5 separate regions of the Mus musculus genome follow, and all the other regions are linked to region 3. Evidence: chromatin contacts called from public ChIA-PET, HiChIP or PLAC-seq and promoter capture Hi-C data. All regions are on one chromosome and are shown on one strand. Each heading gives the region's core, a stretch centred on a gene start, on an enhancer-like site or on the middle of the called end of the contact. The rest is flanking DNA. Distances are from core to core; before and after follow the strand shown. Region 1 overlaps Cask (calcium/calmodulin-dependent serine protein kinase (MAGUK family)). Region 2 holds the start of AA414768 (expressed sequence AA414768). Region 3 has its middle 40 kb from the start of 2010308F09Rik. Region 4 has its middle 35 kb from the start of AA414768. Region 5 holds the start of Med14 (mediator complex subunit 14).

Region 1 (2,799 bases), core at 113-2,612, 370 kb after region 3:
ATACTAAAATTTTTTCCCCTGAAATCAAAGACATTTTGTACATATTTATTTTTTTGTGGGTCTTTCAAGTCTGACTTACTAAACAAGTTTTTCTTTAAATATAGAGAAGACCTTAGATATAAATACAATTCTATTTCTCTATTTTAAAGAGAATCCTATAGTCTGGACAAATATCACCCAAGCACCCATGTATTAAAAGGCATAATTGCCAGCTTGTGGCACTAGTGGCAGGTGGTGGAACCTTTAGGAAGTGGGGTCTGGTAGGAAAAGCTAGGTCAGTGGGACTGTGCCATTGAAATAGATGGCAGTATTCCATTCACTTCTTCTCTTTGCTTTTTGTGTGTCATGAAGTGGGTAGCTTCTTCTGCCATAATGTTTTGCTTTCCCATAGGCCCAAAGCAATAGGGAGAACAAATGGAAACCTCTAAAACCGTGAGCCAAAATATTTTTCTTCCTTTTAAGGTGATTATCTCAGGTGTTTTGTCATAGCAACTGAAAGCTGTTCAACAAAGAGGAGAAAACTAATGTCTAGGTATGTGAAATGCTGCACTTAGGGTTACACAAGCAGAGCAGCAGGGCATGAGAGCATGGCCTTCTGGATCACACCAGACCTCTCTGGGTTATGTTAGAATTTAGAAATAGATAACAACTAACAACTCGTGCTAGGAAGGTGCCTTTAGTAATATTTTGGGGGGAAATTGCAGAAAATGCTATTCATAGATCATGGCAAAAATAAACTACATATGATCTGGAAGTTAATCAGTTGCTGGTTTTGTCATGTTAAGTAACTGCATGGTTTTGTCACGTTAAGTAACCTTAATCTTCTCCTGGCCAAAAGGGAACTTTTTAGGTTTTAGGGGCTATCTGGTCTCTGTCACTACTATTACAGCCTGTTGTGTTGTATAAAAGCAGCTGTTAACAATGAATAGACTGTGTTTCAGTAAAATATGTATCAAATAAGTGGTTGGCTGGATTTGGCTTGAGGGTGATAACTTGCAACTTCTGCTCCAGACTTATAAGTTCAAGGTAGACTGGTAACATCAAAATAGATTTTTTTGTCATTTGCATTCCTTAAATCTGAAGATAATAAAGCATATTTATAAGGCTGGCATGCTGAAGGGAGTGGGAGAGGGGATAGAAAGATGTTAATAGATTATTCCTAGAAGGAAGACAAAGATGAGGAGCTCTGGCTGTTTGCATTCTTTTTCTAAAGAAATTAGCTACCCAAGTTCAGCACTACACACACACACACACACACACACACACACACACACACACAAACCACAGACATAGAATCAAGGCAAAAACAAGGAAATGTGAACAGCTGCAAGGGAAACAGGCTGTCTCACACTGTGTCACTCCTAGACAGACGTGCTCCCTGCCAGTCTTTGGCACTGGGTCAGATATGACCACACACAGCTGCACAGACACACTTCACCTCCGCCTTGGAGTCACTGCAACTCCATTGGGAAACTGTATTCTACAGATGGTGCAAACAAAGCAGAGTAAACTCAGTGGCAATACCCAGTTCCTATCTCCTAAGCATGCACTTTCCAACAGATAGATGAAGTCAATCACTTTTACTTTACTTGTAAAGCATTAAAGGCAGCTCCTATTTTAACACAGCATTACATTTCACTCTTGATTTCTTAGTCCTCAAATAGAAATAATTGCTCACATATTCCACATTTAGGTATCTGTTCCATATCTATTTTAAATATTCTATAATTAAAGTTAGTGGGAAGATACTATGAAATAACTATCCCTGGGTTGTGTAGCTCATCAACCTTTTCTTTTTCCACAGAGAAAACCTTATAAAGGACAAGAATATGTACCACTTGAGACAAGATTGTAACTTTTGGAACAAGACTCTAAATATAGATCAATAAATGAAGAGCTTCCTTCTAGAGCTTCAAAGAACAGTTAAGTTCATTAGCGGCCAGTTACTTTAAAGACACTGAAGCAACTTTTTGTTGGAAGATAATTCAAGTTCATTTTTAGCTCCAAAATAATGAAATGTGCCCGCAACTGTAGTGAGACAGATAGTAAGAGTGTGAGAAAGACTATATGAAATGGCAGCCATGAGATGAGAGACAGCCTGTCAGAGACTCCCTTCACAGTCTCAGGGAACAGGAACCAAGTTCCAATATCGTGCCTTAGTGAACTGAGAAGTGCTAGGCAAAAGGACTTTTTTTTTTCACATATTATATATTTGAAATCCATCAAAATGTTAGGGAAAGGCAGGTGACTTAATACTAATATTTAGGGAACTGACAAGCAGCTATCACTTTGAAGATGATTTTTCGAAGTTGTAAACTGGAGAAAAGTTTCAGAGATCTAAACTATATTTTCCTGCCCAAATTAACATACCAACTTGAGATTTTCAGCTTAGATACCTACCCAGGAAGTTTAAACCGCATAGTTCCTGGATAGCCCGGGGAAACCCAACTCTTTAATATAAACAAAACCAAAAATGAAAGTCCCTTTCAGACATTAAAAATGAGATAGTACAGGTCTGAAAGGAATATTGTACATCTTAAAATTGCATTTTCAGAAAAATTGAGGAACTATAAATTTATAAACTGAAAGAAAAATTTTTTACACATCTAAGAATGATTATGCATCATTGTGATTCCACAATTTACAAAATGTTATAAAAGCCACCATGGTGAGTTTTGGGTCAGAAATGTTGACTGTGGGTTAATAACCCTGTCCCTCCCCCTTGAGACCCTGTCTATCTATTGGAGGTAGACTCTTTGAGTTCCCTCTCCCCAATGTTGGGCATTTTGGCTAAGGGCA
Region 2 (2,700 bases), core at 84-2,583, 270 kb before region 3:
TCTTGTGAAACCGCTCATCTTCACTAAACTATGAGCAAACCGCAGATGAAAACCACCAAGAGGTATCTTGTCACACCTCACCGGGGGCATGATAAAAATAAATAAGTAAATAATAAAAGAAAAAAATGACTAGTGATAACAAAGATGTGGAGAAATTGGGCCCTTGCTGGGCTGGAAGTAGCTGTGAAGTTTCCTTTAAAAAAATCTATGTACAGGCCAGGCAGTGGTGGTGCACACCTTTAATCCCAGCACTTGGGAGGCAGAGGCAGGAGGATTTCTGAGTTCGAGGCCAGCCTGGTCTACAGTGTGAGTTCCAGGACAGCCAAGGCTACACAGAGAAACAATGTCTTGAAAACCAAACAAATCTATGCACAACCTAAAGCCTTCTGAGTCCACCAAGCCTGCTTGTGCTTATTAGAAGCAAAAGCAGGAGCTCTCTCCTCTCTTTCTCCTCACTCTCTGTCTGTCTGTCTGTCTGTCTCCCCCCCCCCCCCACTCACTTACTCACTCACACACTCTCTCCTCTCTATCTCCCCAACTCAGTGTCTGTGTTTTGTATGTGCAAGATAACCTCCCAGTCTGCCTCTCATACAGCACTGGGATTACAGGCATGCCTTAGGCTAGGCCACGCTTTTTATACAAGCGCTGAAGATTTGAACTTCTCATGCTTGAGCATCGAGTGATACTTATTTGCTGAGCCATCTTTCAGCTCTGAAATCAGTGACCCATGTTCACTGTAGCAGTATTCAAGATAGCCACGATATGGAAGCAACTAAAATGACTGTTGAAATGAATCGAGAAAACAACCGACCGGGAATGTAGCTCAGGTTGTAGAATGCTTGCCTACATGCTCCAAGCCCTGGGTTCCATCTTTAGCCTTTAGCACTACACAAACTAGCTGTGGTGGTGCATTCCTGTAGTTCCCACCATCCAGGAGGTGAGGGTAGAAATATCAGAAGTTCACATTTCTTTTAAAATCAGCTTGGGGCCATAGCTTGCACGCCTAGAATGCTTGTGGCCTTGGCTTCCTTTCCCAGGAGGCCATAAACTGGGTGTGGTGGCGCTGTGAAATCAGCACTGGGTGAGGAGGGAGGTAGAGGCTGGAGGTTCAGGCGTTCAAGGCCATCTTTGGCTACACAGAGTTCAAGACCAGCCCCCATTATTCAAGACTATGTTTCAAAACAAAATTAAAAAAAAAAAAGAACAAAAGGTTCCGTTATGCAAGATGAAAAGGCCCTGTAGATCATTGTGCGACACAGTGCTTAGACTTATGACTGAGGCGGCCACGCTCTGCGGGTCGCGGAGGCGGGCAGAGGCGGAGCCGCAGGAGCCCGGCCCGGCGGCCCCAGGGGCGGTGGCAGCCCAGCAGGCGTCTCGCGGGGCCTCTTTGCTTCCACACTCGTCTCAGAGGACCCAAAAGGAAGGATGTCGTCGGGGCTTAAGGCCGAGCTGGAGTTCCTAGCGTCCATCTTCGACCAGGACCACGAGCGGCTGCGCATCGTGAGCTGGCAGCTGGATGAGCTGCAGTGTCAGTTCCTGGTGCCGCCGGCGCCCGCGGGCAGCCCGCCCTCGCCGCCGCTCACCCTGCACTGCTCCATCACCGAGTCCTACCCATCTTCGCCGCCGATATGGTTCGTGGACTCTGACGATCCAGATCTCACATCGATCCTGGAACGACTGGAAGATTCGAAGCCCAACAGTTCGCTTCGTCAGCAGCTCAAGTGGCTGATCTGTGAACTCTGCAGCTTATATAACCTGCCTGAGCACCTGGATATGGAGATGCTGGACCAGCCGGTCCCCATGGCTCAGAAGGCGACCATCGAAGAGGTGCCTTCAGAAGATGAAGGTGAAGATGCAGCTGACGGGGTGGAAGACTTGGACCATTATGAGCTGAAAGAAGGAGGAGGAGGAGGAGGAGGAGGAGGAGGAGAAGAAGAAGAAGAAGAAGAGGCTAGTAGCGAGAAAAAGTCAGAGGATGAAGGGCTTGAGAAAGAGCATTTGGCAATATTAGAGAATATCAAGAAGAGCCAAAGGCAAGAGCATTTGAATGGTACCGTGTCTGGCTCGGTGCATGCTTCAAACAGACTTATGAAAGAACTCAGAGATATATACAGATCGCAGAGCTACAAATCGGGGACTTATTCCGTGGAACTGATAAACGACAGCTTATATGACTGGCACGTTAAACTGAGGAAGGTTGACCCCGATAGTCCCTTGTACGGTGACCTTCAGCTCTTGAATGAAAAAGAAGGCATTGACTATATTTTGCTTAACTTCTCTTTCAAAGATAACTTTCCGTTTGATCCTCCATTTGTTCGCGTCGAGTTGCCTATTCTCTCTGGAGGGTATGTTTTGGGTGGAGGGGCGTTGTGTATGGAACTGCTCACCAAACAGGGCTGGAGCAGCGCCTACTCCATTGAATCAGTCATCATGCAGATCAATGCCACCTTAGTCAAAGGCAAGGCCAGGGTGCGCTTTGGAGCAGATAAGAATCAATATAATCTAGAAACAGCCCAACAGTCCTATGACTCCGTCGTGCAGATGCATGAGAAAAAGGGCTGGTTCACTCCTCCAAAGGAAGATGGGTAAATAGTAGACTGTGGTGTATTTGGAACAAGGTAGCTTTAAAGACACAAACAAGCTTTGCATATCTTTGTAACAGTAGTGCGGAAGATATTAGCTAATTGGTGTTTTAGTGGA
Region 3 (2,761 bases), core at 136-2,635:
TTGGGCAGGACGCCTGGCTCCAGCGGTGGCGACTTGTTTAGCCAACTCAAGGCTGGGGGAAGGGCCCACATTCCTACCCTGTAAAAGAGAAAAACACAACCAAACAGCACCACAAACAACAGATTACAGGATTGCCACCCCAGGAGTCTTTGGGTTTGTTTGTTTGTTTTTAGATGACTTTTTTCTTTGGTAAGAATGTTTCATTTGTGTCTATGGCCTTGGAGTTAGAAGAGGACATGGGATCCCCTAAGACTAGAGTTACAGCCGGTTTTGAGTAGTTATGTGGGGGCTGGGAATGGAACCCGGGTTCTCTGGAAGAGCAGCCAGTGCTCTTAACAGGTCACCAAGCCATCTCTGGAACTGTCCTGTAACCACCTTTAAAATGCACATTTTGGTGAGGGGAGACTAGCATAACTCTAGATCTAGGGGTAACAATGACTGTGGCCTCTTAGGACATAGTACTTATGTGCCCACATACACAAATAAAAATAAAAACAGTAACAACAACAACAACAAAATAATCCAGCTCAGAGAGCTGGGGCTGTGTCTCAGTTGCAGAGTGCATGGCCGAAGAGTCCCCATTAGATCCCGTATCACCAGAGTAAGGGTTAACCAGCAGAATCCCTTGGCGGGTTGGGGTTACTAAAGTGTGTCCCAAAGATTACACCATCATACCATCATACAATAGATCTCCCGAAAGGAATTTATTTGGGTGGGAAGAGATGGGCTAGCCCAGACAACAAGAGACAGAGAGACAGGGTGAAAGAGTAGGCCGCGATGGGGGGGGGGGGCTGGCTTTTAAATGGTATGCCCGTGGCATTTGGCAGCTGGTGATCATAAAGCTGCTGGCCCTGAGGCGCTGAAGGCAGGCTGGGCCACAACCAGTACCGGCCACAGAAACCAGCTGTTGGCAGAAGTATCGGACCTGCAGTCTGGGATGGTGTGCCCACCCTGGGGCGTGGTCCCACCTGGTCACAAGTAAGATGCCTCCAGCCCTGACCCCACATCATCTACTCACGCAGCTCCCCTGTCCCAGCCAACAGCAACTTGTTCGCCCTGGGGTCTTACTTCTGTTAAGAGTCCCTACCAAAGGCCTGGGGCAAGGGTCTCTTCCTGATCTCCATAGGAGTCTCTGGTCTCACAATGTTTCTGTGTGGGTTCAGTGGTGACGAGGATTAGTTATGGATACACAGAGGCTGTGACACCTGCCAGCTCTGTGCTACTTCCTTTAAGGGCCTGGCCCCACAGCCACGTGGACCTTTGTCCATAGGGGTGGCGAGGAAGCCACACTGTTCCAGCAACCTGATCTTTAACAGAACAGCATCTGTCAGGACTCCGCGGCTCTCTGCCTGGCCAAGCCGGCACACTTTTTGTTGCCAAAGATGGGTGGTGTCACCGGAAGTCTAAGGGAGTGTGGTTCGGAAATCCCCTTGGAAAACCAGCTCTTGTGCCAGACCTCGCTTGACGTTAGGCTCTGCTGCCCTCTAGTGGCCGCAGGGTGGCATGAACCACGAGGGGTTGGAGACGTCTGCTCAATGGCTTGGGAAGTGGGGGAAGGGAACTGTGGCGGTTGCGCAGATCCAAGTGCTTTGTACCCACGACATCTTAGATTCTGCTGCGTCCCCCAACCCCCGATTTTTTTGCCCTTTGTTAATCAGAACTCAAAAAGCACCTAACCCTTTTACATATCCAGAGCACGAAGCCGGAACTAAGGCTCAAGCATCGGGCTCCTTGTTTGCTGGAATCCCCCAAAATGAACGTAACTGTCATACCATACATGTGTGTAAAATTGGAGAAAGGGGATGATATGAGCTTAATTGGTTAAGTGGTGGCTGGTGTATATCTGTAATCCTGCCACTACAGGGGCACAGACAGGGGATTCCCTGTGAGTTCTATGCCAGCCTGAACTATCCCAGTTTAAAAACAGAACTCTGCTATCTCCCCCACTATGACTCTCCCTTTGTCCCATTCCCACAGGCTAAGGGACTTCTGGATCCTGAGAACTCGAGTTGGCGATACAGTTGGAATGACTTTAATGGACCATTATATTTCCATATATAGGAATTACTGGCCATCTTAGGACAGGAATGCTTTCCAGGAATAATCTGCCTGCCCACCTGGTAACGCCACCCTGAGCCACAGCAGTTGGAAAGTAGGTGGTGGAAGAGAAACAGTGTTTCAAGTATTCAGAGCCAAAAGAGGGTCTGTGAAAAGTTATCCCAGCTATTAGTTATGAGACTGAGAGAGATGCCTCAGTGCTTTACAGTACTAATGGCTCCTCCAAAGGACATGGGTTCAATTCCTGGTCCCCATATGGTGGGCTCCCAATTATCTGTAACTCCAGTTCCAGGGGATCCACTGCCCTCTTCTGACCTCCTCAAGATCTGCATGCAGGTGGCACACAGACATGGAGGCAAATCACCCAGCCACAGTGAGACCTCATCTCAAAAGATTCAAAGAAAAGAGGGCTGTGGGAATGGTGTTGACATCAAGGATTTGAATAGAGAGCACCAGCCCAAATCATCATGGTCAAATTAATTAAAGCAAGCTTACCCCCTGCCCTACCCCCGCCTCCACTCACACAAGAGTTTTTCTCTGTAACAGTCCTGACTGTCTTTGAACTCACTCTGTAGACCAGGCTGGCCTCGAACTCAGAGAGCTGTCTGTCTCTGCCACCGGGGTGCTAGTATTAAAGGTGGGGGCCACCATAGTCCACTGCAAACCTGCAAGCTCTTTTTTTTTTTTTTTAATTCATGTGTAT
Region 4 (2,700 bases), core at 180-2,679, 310 kb before region 3:
TGGCAGGAAGAAAAGATACACGACCTGCAGACTAGGTGCAGGAAGCCAGTCCTCTATCTAAAGGCTGAGACCCAGAACATGCATTGTCTTTCATAGACCACTCTTCTGTGATGGTTAATCTCAATGGTCAACTTGATGGGAGGTGAGTCTCTAGACATGCCAGAATTTGTTTAGGTTGAAAGTGGGCAGCACCATTCCCTAGGCTTAAGTCCTGGACTGCATAAAAAGGAGAAAACCAGACAAGTACTAGCATTTATTATTCTCTTTTCCCTGACTGTAGGTACATGACCCACTGCTTTGGTCTCCTATTTCCATGCCTGCCTCACTGTGATAGACTGTACCCTCAAACAGAGAGTCAAAATAAGCCCTTCCTTCCCAAAGGTGCGTTTGTCAGGCTATTCTTATCACAGCAACAGAAAGGTAACTAATGCAATTGCCTTTTGTAGACAATGAAGGATGGAGGAGAAAGAACACTCAAGAGCCCAAACGCTAGAAAGAAGACTAGGTAGGCTTTCCTATCTCTGGCTAGAAAGACTCATTCTCCAAAAAGTGTTGAGAGCAACAGCCCTGTGCAAGGACCACAGCAGACTATCTCCAAACTTGACTGGCATGTTCTGTGACTGCCCTTTGCTCCTCCAGACCCATGTCACCCTGCTTCAACTGCTCTATGTTGGGCTCCAATTGACTCCCTCATAGAGTTCCTGTGCCCTCTACCCTCCAGGTGATCCTGGCCAACTCTAGGAGCCAGTAGGTAAAAGCATATGTATTTCCCACAAATGCCTCCTTGAGGGCTAGCCAGCTACAGCTTTGAACCAGAAGCCACAAGTCTTGTCAAGAGGCCCTCTTCACAGGCTTCTCTCTCTCTCAAGTTTCCAGTAATTGCTTCCTTCTTCTACCCCTTCTGGCCTGTGGTTTCCATACACCCTGATCTGCCTTCGTAAATAGTCTCTTTATTAAACTCATCTCATTTTACCCAATCAGAGAGTACCATCTGTTTCGTGCCAGAACCTGGAATGATACAGATGGCTTGTCTAACAAGAGCTATTGATGGCAAGCCCAAGTACCCTTTATTGTGCTAGGCAGAGGTAGGGCAGCCTGAACATAACTGGAAGAGTACTGCCTAGAATGAAGCCAGAAATGTGAGCTCCTTGACAGTGGGTCCTTCTTAAGAACAGGTTTGCTGCCTTCCTTCATTCTGGATCACCATTCTGCCTTAAAAGGGGTTCCCTTTCTCAGACCATGAGATTGCTCTGTGAGTGGTTTTCTACTCCCATAAATGCAGTCAGTGAGTGCCCGAGGAGACATTAGATGCCAACGTTCTCCAAGAAAAGAGGCAGAGGCAGACTGAAAAGAGAATGGAGGCTTGGCTCTAGAGGCTTCCACTTTTGCTCAAGGCTGACGTTCTAGGCCTGGAAGAGGCGAGGAGTCCAGCCAAAGCAGCTGTTCTCAAGTTTCCTAAGGCTGCGGCCCTTTAACACACTTCCTCATGGTGTGACCCCAACCATGACATTATTTTATTGTAACTTCCTAACTGTAATTTTGCTACTGCTCCTCCAGACCCATGTCACGCTGCTTCAACTACTCTGTGCTGGGCCTTAATTGACTCTCTCATAGAGTTCCTGTGCCCTGTGCAGGATATCTGATATGTGACTCCTATGAAAAGATCATTCAACTTCTGAAGGGGTTACAACCCACAGGGTGAGAACCTTGGAGCTAAAGAGAAATAGAAAAACAAGTGTTCCCATCACTCTGCCAGAGGGCACTTACTGCCTATCAATGGGCAGGTTTAGCTCAGTTACCCACAAGTTGTGTGGATAGGAATATGTTAGTAGAAGATATTGGGAATATCATAGAGCATATTACCATGCTTTGAAAGCCAAGGTGCATCATGATCTCTACTATATCCACCTACATAAAACCCAACAAAGACTAGAAGTTACACGAGGAGTTCAGTATTTAAGGCCCATTTATTGTTCTAGCAGAGTACCAGGGTTCAATTCCCAGAACCGACACGGTGGCTCCACTTCCAGAGGATCTGAAACCTTCTTCTGACCTTATTGGACAGGTGCATATGGACATGGTACATAAACAAGCATTTAGACAAACACTCATGCAGGGAAAGCAAACATAAAAAAGTCCTTTTTAAAAAAAAGAACATACATGAAATTATTGCTGTGACATTGAAGTGAGAAATAATTTTCAAAAACATTGTTATTTGAATGAGATGGCTCTTATGAATGAATGTGGAGGGAAATATAATACAAGTTTGTCTATAAAATATGTCTTTAGCTCCATCCTCTTTGTGGTAAGAGGTGAATGTTTTTTTTTCCAGCCCAGTCCAGTCCCAGTTTTACGAAGTAAGATTCTGAACTATTTTTTTCAAAGATTTATTTATTTATTTTATGTATATGAGTACACTGTAGCTGTGCTGTACAGATGGTTGTGAGCTATCATGTGGTTGCTGGGAATTTTGAATTCAGGACCTCTGCTTGCTTCAGTCAGCCTTGCTCACTCTAGCCTAAAGATTTATTTATTATTATATGTAAGTACACTGTACCTGTCTTCAGATGCACCAGAAGAGGGAGTCAGATACCATTACAGATGGTTTTGAGCCACTATGTGGTTGCTGGGATTTGAACTCAGGACCTTTGGAAGAGCAGTCAGTGCTCTTAACTGCTGAGCCATCTCTCCAGCCCAAGA
Region 5 (2,700 bases), core at 188-2,687, 450 kb before region 3:
ACCACTTTTGATAAGGTTAAGCTTTGTCTCATTCAATAAAATATTGTACATCAAAACTGAAAGGGAATGTTTTACAAGAGTAAGTGAAGCCCGCCCTAATTCTTTTAGTCATGTACAATGTAATTCTCCAGTAACAAAGTATTGCAAGATACATCCTAGCGTCTACATACTAACGTATTTCCCTGGAAACCTGAGGGAGCCTAACAATAGGTAAAAAGAAAACTTTTATGGACCTCAGGTAGAAGATGCTAAAGAGTTTCAAATTTTCCTAGTACCTTTTATTCACATAGTGAACCATCCGTGTAGTCGGCTTGTACTCTGAAGGTATTAACACCCTAATCACGCCCCAAGGCATTTCATAGGTAACTAGACTGAAACCCGGAGGCTCATTAGAAAAAAAGTATTCTACTTTCACTACATCCATAAAGACTTAACACGCTTTCAAATGTTGCAGAAAGAATCAGAATTTATAATGTAATTGTTTTACACAGAATCGACCTCCGGCATTTTAAGAGAAACAATTGCAACCTTCATTTAAAACATTGTCAAAAAAGATGTAAAACATTTCCCTTCGTTGAAAATCCCGTTCAGTTCGAATTCTACGTAGTCCTCAATGCTTACTCTTCGACTTAGGTTTTTAGAAAATATTCCACATAGAAATTAATACACTTCTGTTGGGAACTCAAGACAAAAATCCCAAAGACAATCTTCAGCGCAAGTGTTAACATGCGAAACTAACCAGTCTCCGTGCTTTCATCGTCAACCAGATCCCCAATAGTTACCTCCTCCCTGTCCCCAGAACCTAAACCCCATGAATTTCCAAATTCTACGCTCAGCAGCCTAGCTCAGTAAATGGCAAGCATAAGCCTCTCTTGAAGGCGGGAAGGGCAAGTGAGGAGCCGGGAAGCAGGCATGGGTTCGCAGCACTTACAAGTCCGTCAACACCATAAGCTCCGAGTAGGCCCGGTGGAGCAGAAATTCGATGAGCGTGCTAAGCCGGTATCCAGGGCTAGCTGCCGCCGCAGCTGCCGCCGCCACAGCGGCTGCGGGCGGCGGGGGAGCCGGGGCAGACGCGGAGCCGCTGCTGCTGCCTCCGCCGCCGCTGCTGCCACCGCCGCCGCCAGGAGGGATCAGCTGGTGGTTGTCCAGCTGCACTGGGGCCATGGCGGCGTACAGCCCGGCTCGGGGCAACCGCCTGAGATGCGGCCCTGGAGCCTCCTCCCGGGCTCGGTGACCGCACCGAGGCGGGCGCGGGCAGAGTGGCCGCCGCCTAGCGCCAGGCCGCCTCTGAACAGGAAGCCGAGCCCAAGCTGCGGAGGCCCGCCCCCATGTAGGGCCGGGCCGGCCGGCCGCAGGGAGGCGAGCGTGGGGCGGGAGGGCAGAGAGGCGGGCCGGCCGCCACTCAAGTGGGGAAGCTTCCGCGACTGCTCAGCGGCCGCCCGGCCGGCGGGTTATAGCGTCCATGTTGCTGGGCCGAGAGCGGAAGTCGCCAGGCAGAACGGAAGGGGAACCCGCGGGAGGCCCTTTCCAAAGGCAACCTGCGACCGTTCCCCGCGCTGTGCTGTTCTGGGGGACAGGAGGAGGGGGTGCGTGGGAGAGGGGCGGAGCCAGGAGGTGCGTGGGCGGGAAAGCGGAAAGGGGGGTGGGCGCAAGGCGCCGGAAGCCGCGCCGCCAGTCCAGCGGCCGCGTCACAGTAACGTCAGTGGTCCCTAAGCGCTCTTTTTCCCCGCCTAGGCGACCGCAGCGGGACGGTGAACGGAGAAGGGTTGGCGGAGAAACCACCCGTCTCTCCTCTCGGGGCCCCAAAAAGGCGGCCTGCGGCGACCGCGCGCTGTGACTGTCCAACGCACGCTCCGCCCATAGGCGACCCTGGCGCGACGCGTGGGAGAAAACGTTACAGTCTCTTTTTTTCCTTTTTCCTTTTTTTTTTTTGTCAATTGTGGGACAAGAGCAACGACACAATAACGTCATTTGAATGCAGTCTCCTGTGTGCCGCGCCTTTGCTGTCACCCAAAGCCCAACATTGAAACACATGTAGTCCTTAAATCCTTTGCTGGTGTTCTTGGCTTTTGTCCCTGCCCTTGCAGTAGCCGCCCTATCCTGCCTGGGTTTTCATCTTTCCAACTACAGCCTCTTTCTCCCAAAATCCACATGTTTTGTCTGTTTTCTAATCTTGGCTTCTGTTTGAAACGAACTGCAAGCCTTTAAACATGTCTGTGGGTTCCCTCCACCTCCATAGATTCGGAAGCAATTGGTCTTTCGTGATGTCTGGGCTTCGAAAGTTTTTTTGTGTGCGTTTATTTTTGTTTTTTGTTTAGTAACCTAGCTATTCTCACGCACAAGTCACGGAAAAATTAACTGTTAAAAGCGTCTATTTTTGTGACCCTACCTAAACATCGTTTTGCAGCTTCATCTCTCGCAGGTGTAACAGATGCTCATGCTGATCGTAAGGTTAGACAATTCTCTTTGTTCTCCACTTGTACAATTGCAGTGCTCTTGATTCTTGGTCTCACTGTGTTGTCGGGGCTGGCATTTTTTAGCTCTTGAGCTCAAAGTAATTGGGATCACAAGCTCCTCCACTACCTCATCCATTTTTCAGATTGATAAATCATGTATTTATGGGGTACAGTGTTAAATTGCATATGTTTATGGGGTACAGTGCATGAATACACTCCCGAATGAACAAATCGGACTCATTGA

The links. Promoter capture Hi-C pulls out the DNA fragments that hold promoters and counts their contacts. ChIA-PET counts read pairs in DNA pulled down with a chosen protein or histone mark. HiChIP or PLAC-seq counts read pairs in DNA pulled down with a chosen protein or histone mark.
Region 1: an RNA polymerase II ChIA-PET map of memory CD8 T cells shows a contact between it and region 3, with 6 read pairs. The contact joins two enhancer-like sites. A contact is called at or near these places in 2 of 115 datasets of contacts at active chromatin or transcription factors (large pre-B cells and memory CD8 T cells) and 2 of 9 other capture datasets (liver and pancreatic islet).
Region 2: an H3K27ac HiChIP or PLAC-seq map of embryonic stem cells shows a contact between it and region 3, with 6 times the contacts expected there. The contact joins the promoter of AA414768 here to the enhancer-like site in region 3. A contact is called at or near these places in 3 of 15 datasets of contacts at CTCF or cohesin (CD8 T cells, embryonic stem cells and stem cell-derived epiblast-like cells), 36 of 484 Hi-C or Micro-C datasets (B cells, CD8 T cells, the HL-1 cell line and 10 more) and 11 of 115 datasets of contacts at active chromatin or transcription factors (embryonic stem cells, epiblast stem cells and stem cell-derived neural progenitor cells).
Region 4: an Esrrb HiChIP or PLAC-seq map of embryonic stem cells shows a contact between it and region 3, with 35 times the contacts expected there. The contact joins two enhancer-like sites. A contact is called at or near these places in 1 of 39 promoter capture datasets (embryonic stem cells), 2 of 15 datasets of contacts at CTCF or cohesin (embryonic stem cells and large pre-B cells), 29 of 484 Hi-C or Micro-C datasets (B cells, the G1E-ER4 cell line, the HL-1 cell line and 5 more), 17 of 115 datasets of contacts at active chromatin or transcription factors (embryonic stem cells, epiblast stem cells, fetal liver and 2 more) and 1 of 9 other capture datasets (embryonic stem cells).
Region 5: a contact with region 3 is called in a promoter capture Hi-C map of embryonic stem cells, with 4 times the contacts expected there. The contact joins the promoter of Med14 here to the enhancer-like site in region 3. A contact is called at or near these places in 1 of 39 promoter capture datasets (embryonic stem cells), 6 of 484 Hi-C or Micro-C datasets (cerebral cortex and embryonic stem cells) and 3 of 115 datasets of contacts at active chromatin or transcription factors (the NIH/3T3 cell line, embryonic stem cells and extraembryonic endoderm stem cells).

The regions. Positions count from the first base shown.
Region 1 is chrX:13,575,434-13,578,232 of GRCm38.p6, forward strand. The region is part of intron 12 of Cask (calcium/calmodulin-dependent serine protein kinase (MAGUK family)); the gene reads right to left. All of the region lies in intron 1 of Gm34836 (a long non-coding RNA gene), which reads left to right. Among named protein-coding and RNA genes, the nearest start is that of Gm34836, 7.0 kb to the left of the region's middle. Within about 2 kb of position 1,363, at least 75 of the 459 cell types and tissues checked have an H3K27ac peak or open chromatin away from gene starts, as enhancers often do. A contact at or near this core is called in memory CD8 T cells, where this site is marked.
Region 2 is chrX:12,935,540-12,938,239 of GRCm38.p6, forward strand. AA414768 (expressed sequence AA414768) reads left to right here and starts at 1,334. Exons shown (of 1, transcript NM_001272033.1): 1 at 1,334-2,700. The coding sequence starts at 1,426. The coding sequence ends at 2,589.
Region 3 is chrX:13,206,731-13,209,491 of GRCm38.p6, forward strand. No RefSeq gene overlaps it. Among named protein-coding and RNA genes, the nearest start is that of 2010308F09Rik, 40 kb to the right of the region's middle. Within about 2 kb of position 1,386, at least 154 of the 459 cell types and tissues checked have an H3K27ac peak or open chromatin away from gene starts, as enhancers often do. A contact at or near this core is called in B cells, CD8 T cells, the HL-1 cell line and 9 more, where this site is marked.
Region 4 is chrX:12,901,017-12,903,716 of GRCm38.p6, forward strand. No RefSeq gene overlaps it. Among named protein-coding and RNA genes, the nearest start is that of AA414768, 35 kb to the right of the region's middle. Within about 2 kb of position 1,430, at least 8 of the 459 cell types and tissues checked have an H3K27ac peak or open chromatin away from gene starts, as enhancers often do.
Region 5 is chrX:12,760,536-12,763,235 of GRCm38.p6, forward strand. Med14 (mediator complex subunit 14) reads right to left here and starts at 1,438. Exons shown (of 31, transcript NM_001048208.1): 1 at 932-1,438. The coding sequence starts at 1,164. It overlaps Gm14634 (predicted gene 14634), which reads left to right and starts at 1,743. Exons shown (of 5, transcript NR_045852.1): 1 at 1,743-2,451.